Linked DNA regions of Bombyx mori: region 2 is linked to region 1. A link is a contact called in public Hi-C data. All regions are on one chromosome and are shown on one strand. The core of a region is the stretch at or near the end of the contact, and the rest is flanking DNA. Distances in the headings are between cores, read along the strand shown. Region 1 overlaps LOC101740438. Region 2 holds the start of LOC101740438.

Region 1 (2,700 bases), core at 87-2,586:
TATACCATAATTGAGTCGTCTATTATCAAAGGTGGCAATCTGTGCATTTGGACAAAAAAATGTTATTGATATGTCAATACAGATTGATTTGAATATAATCGTCTCCTTCAAAGAATACGGTTCAAAACCTGCATTAAATAAAGGTTAATACTTAACCTGTTATTTATCTAAGATGTCGTTCAGAAGAGTTTTGTGACTGCCAATGGAATACAAAGTCAATAATTCGTTTTTCTGATTTACCAATAATTATCCAAAAGTCACATTGCCGGCTTTGATAATAGTCGACTTAATTATATCTTATGTATTTATTTTATTTATACTTTATTTCAGTATTTTTTTGTGTTTAAACTCGAACACTTTGTTAGCAAAAATTACTTATAATCTATGTTAGTAACTTAAAAAATCTAACACATTAGTATCATTACATACATTTTATATCATTACATTTGTTTTTTTTCCCTTCCAAGTGCCTGCTGCAAAGCCTATTAATCAGCAGTCCCTCGATCTTGCTCGATATGATTTTCAGAAGACTGTTGCCACTGTCTCTGACTCGACGCAATAACGACTCACTTCTCTTTCGCATTATTGCAAAGAAGTCATCGGTGTGAGATGTCGCAAACATTGTGGATGCACTACAAAAGCGCGGCAGTGACAACATCATCCTATACGCATTATTATATTTGAACACGTAGGGCATTGTAAGCTCTCCATCTCATTGTATTAACAATATGTATTAGCCAAAATTTCCAGAGATATCACAATGAAAATTTTGGCAACTCGAATGATAATTATACCTATTTCTAAAACTAATTTACACAGTTTTTACGTGTAAGAGAAAATTTCTAATCCACAAGTAGGCTATGTTGTATTAAAAAATATAATGACGAATTATCAAAAATAGCTTTCGTATCAATGCTAAACTGGTGGTAGGACCTCTTGTGAGTCCGCACGGGTAGGTACCACCAGCCCGCCTATTTCAGCCGTGAAGCAGTAATGCGATTTACTTTGAAGGGTGGGGCAGCCGTTGTAACTATACTGAGACCTTAGAACTTATATCTCAAGGTGGGTGGAGCATTTACATAGTAGATATCTATGGGCTCCAGTAGCCACTAAACACTAGGTGGATCGTGAGCCCGTCAACCCATCTAAGCAATAATAAAAATGTACCGTATATACATTCATATGCATTTAGTAAAAAGCTATTATTTTAATATTACAAACAGATACTCCAATTTTATTTTTATGTATAGATTACTTTGCACTTTGTAACTGCACGGGATTGATTCTGCGAAGCATGTTTAGTTGGAATACAGTGGTCGAACCAAGTCAGCATTCATTGAATTGTGACACAGCTATGGCGTCAAATCCTCCTCGTGAGTTGCTCGTACTTTAGACTTGGAGATTAGCTAGAATTTCAACAAACAACAGTTTCGATAAACACCAGTCTCAACAGAGATTCTGACGATTTTCAGAATAGGGACGTTTCATTTTGAAAACAGGAATTCGTTGTAAAGCGATGTAGTAATTAATAATTTATGATTTGAATATTATAATAATTAACTAGGTAGATTGGGTTGGTCATATGAATGTGTAGCCATCTCTTTCTCAAGCCAGTACTTAAATGGAGATGACCAACCAACCCCCATGTTATCGAATCTCCTAAACAATACGCAATACAAATAATCAGTACAGAATTCAGATCACGTACGAAATTGATAATACAATATCGAAGGAAACAAGCACCCTGGGGTACAGCGGACTGTTAGCATTCATTGTAGCTAACCTTAAATATGGAAGGGCTTGCTTGATTTGCCGAATTTTGATCAATAAAGGCTGACAGAATCATAGTCTGAATGGGTGAAATAAGGACGCGAGGTTGCTATTTTAAGCTGATCTTTCTTGTTCAGTGTCTTTGCATATTGAATATCTTCCCATTTTAAAGAAATCGCCAAATTCCCCCAATTATGCTAAAGCTAGAAGATCTTACACGATAAGAACCTATTCGGCTACCAATCACAGGGTATAATCGTAACCAGATAACCATATTTTAAGCTGATAGTTTAGTGTCTTTCCATATTAATTATTATCCCAATTTAAAGCATTCACCAAATTCCCCCAATTATGATAAAGCTAGAAGATCTTACATAATAAGAATCTATTCGGCTACCAATCACAGGGTATGATCGTACCCAGATAACCGACTACATTGGTATCTTTTGTGAATTTATGCACGAAATCACTGGAGATTCACTTCACAAAAGATATGAAAAATTCTTCAACATGATATTTCTTGACGTTGTGAAACTAGGTTACGTGAAATGCCCCAAGGATGATGGAGATTAAATTCAGTAGGGTTGGAATACATCAGTTCAAAATAGCATTTACGTAAATTGTTCTTTGGTAATTTTTTCAACGCTGTCTTAATTACGCGCATTTGAATTTGAACCAGGCTTTTTGAATATTAACTGAGACTATTACACTAACTCTCAAAAAGATACATATTAATTATCTCATGTATATATTTACATATTATAGTTGATATCAACATTTTCAGCTGGTTCTATTGTGTGGAAAAATCCCGACGACCAGGATAGGAAAAGTTATATTAGAATAAACAATCTAAATAGTCACACAGTCATAAAATAGATTGTTGTAAATGATGTTATCTATACGATAAGACCTTTCGTTTCTGTTATCCTG
Region 2 (2,700 bases), core at 19-2,518, 36 kb after region 1:
TGCTATTTCCTATCGCTAAATGTATTTTCCAAGCTCGTTTAAAAGACGTCAAGACATAACGCTGAAGAAACAACTATCCGTACGTCCCAGGTTGAGCCCCGTGAGCTCACCTACCAAACTGTACGTGGCTGGAATAGCTCCTGAGCTACCAGCAATTAAGCAGGGAAAAAAACATTACAATTCATTCGGACATATTTTTAGAGTTTCATTCTCCGCTGCGATGGTTTTTTTTTTTGGAAAAGTAATAAGAGCAATAGCGGTTCTATGCACTAAAAGGGATCTCTTTCAGACAGCCCTTGCAAATACACACGGATGGCGAGTAGCTTATTATGAATAAGCTTATCGTTGAGTTTTCTAATATGTATTACAAAACTTGATAGTGTTGTGAAACATAGAGCAAATTGTAATTAATCCTTTTAAGCATTCATTGTTTTTGTATACACATATTAAGAAACAAAATTTCTGCACAATTATTTGTCATTCATTATGACGACCGGTATTGACAACGAAAGAATTGATAGAAAACACATGATTTCGGCTGTGAAACATAGCTTAGAAACAAGTACGTCTCTTTTTACAATAACCAAGTACTTTCTGCACATTTGACTACTAATCAATGAAACAAAAATCCTTAACCAAGTACCTATTAAAAAATTTACAAATTCCTACCTTTTTGGTTTCCATCGTTTCATCAAAACGCCAAACATTTTCCTTTAAACCACTTTATTTTACAAACAAATTAAAATGCACTTTAAATACAAAATTTACAGTATTTTTAAACACTACACTTGTAACACTAACATTAATAATTGCTCTATTGTCATTGACTTCCGTTTCCGTTCATTGGCAATAAAATTACACAAATATTGACAGATATCGAAACGAATTCGTTAGGATACATCTAAAAACAAGCGGTACCGAAAACGTCTGACCTAGACACAGTGACTGCTAACACTGTCCTACATTCATTCGGTGTACATCTCCACAATCGATATTAATCCATAACTAGATGTAATAACGCATACAGTCGAAACCCGCCATTACGCAACGCGCTATCCAAAATTACCGCAATGGCGTTTCGTAAATATACAACGATAATGCATAGATTCTCGTCATTCGATTATTTCTGTAATTGGCATTTTGAATTCGCGGAGTGACGCGGAGACCGTTTGTCCGTCACCACGGGACTCACCCGACTCACTGACCGGACTGAGTCACTTTGTTTTGTAGAGTTGAGTCTGTCGAGCGGTAAGTACAGTGACTGACAGTGTACGGCGGCCGTGCGTCAGGTGCGGCCGAGAAAACGGTCGATCAGCTGCTTGACTCGACGCCATTTTGTACGCTGTTTTTCGCGCCATCGAACAATTTCTTATGAAAAAAGTTATATTCCAAGTATTTAAGTGGAACATCTCATGGACTAAAATTGTATTATAAAATTCTAAAAATGATACTGAAATGTTGTTATGGAGTTACTTAGTTCTATTAAAATATACTAGCAAATGGAAATTATCTAAAAACGAAAATATGTATTTAATAATTCGAGAAGGTTTAAGTTTAAGGTGTACCTATTCTATTGTTAAGTAAAGTGTAAATGAACCTTTCCATTGTATCTTTGGAATACCAGAACACATCTGTTTAAATACGTAGCATAGGAATTTAAAAACATTACAAATGCGTTTATTTAGTCACAGATAGATACTTATAACGGCGAAGTTATTTGAATAAATATAGTTTCACGCAAAATATAAAGCAAGCATATTAAAATTTAGAATTGGGCATCGTACAGATAAAATTAATTAAAAGCAAAAATATTAAATTTAGCCGGTATTATAATTCCTGATTAACGAATATAGAACTAACTAGAACTTACAAATACTCGTAAAAGAAACATATTGTTATTTATATCCAAAAAACATATTAAGCTGTATCTGAACCTATTTAAACTTTTTATACTACTATATCGAGCATCGGTGGTTCAGTGGTAGAATGCTCGCCTGCCACGCGGGCGGCCCGGGTTCGATTCCCGGCCGATGCAGTTATTTTTTGTATTTCTTTTTTCATTACAAAAACACCTGCCCGTATTATAAATAGCAACAGAAACAAATTCAACCCATAACTAATTTGTCTAGCCTGCCCTCAGACATGTTTGTAATCATAATGAAATGTAAAAAATGCAGGAGATCGTCGGGGAGCGATGTAGGTACGTATTTCAAATTAAGGTTGTTAACATTTGGCGATTCCGAACTAGAATTATCTCCGGTATTATGGATGCGGGGAACACAACAGACAGAAAAAGCATATAAATAAAATGTAACAAAGATACCGACTCCGACCCCAAAATGAACTCACGTGTCGTGGTATGACGGTGTCACTAACTACTAGACGTTACCAATGAGTGGGTATTATATTAAGAATACAAAAACAAGTATCTTTTCTCTGAGTAAAGATGCTCTGTGACTTTTATTTACCTTTTCAACAAGATCCCACAAATCTACCTGTGTGCTTAGTGCGAGGTTTCGCTGCGTTTGCCGCTAGGGGCGCTGGTGATTGTGTTCCAAGACTTATTTTTTTATTTAGTGATTAATTAATAATTCATGCACTCTGTATGCAGCGTCTCCTCAAGTACTTCGGACACGTGGCCCGACAAAATCCTGAGAACTTGGAAAAATTAATAGTTGTAGGTCACGTGGAAGGAAAGAG

The links. Hi-C and Micro-C count contacts between places; a contact is called where the count stands out from the background.
Region 2: a Hi-C map of middle silk gland shows a contact between it and region 1, with 1.4 times the contacts expected there. The contact joins the promoter of LOC101740438 here to the enhancer-like site in region 1. A contact is called at or near these places in 2 of 7 Hi-C or Micro-C datasets (middle silk gland and whole pupa).

The regions. Positions count from the first base shown.
Region 1 is chr10:15,329,390-15,332,089 of ASM3026992v2, forward strand. All of the region lies in intron 1 of LOC101740438, which reads right to left. Among protein-coding and RNA genes, the nearest start is that of TRNAG-GCC, 6.2 kb to the right of the region's middle. Within about 2 kb of position 1,337, at least 1 of the 8 cell types and tissues checked has open chromatin away from gene starts, as enhancers often do.
Region 2 is chr10:15,365,366-15,368,065 of ASM3026992v2, forward strand. It overlaps LOC101740438, which reads right to left and starts at 1,269. Exons shown (of 13, transcript XM_012693444.4): 1 at 670-1,269. The coding sequence starts at 707. TRNAG-GCC (transfer RNA glycine (anticodon GCC)) reads left to right here and starts at 1,965; the gene lies at 1,965-2,035.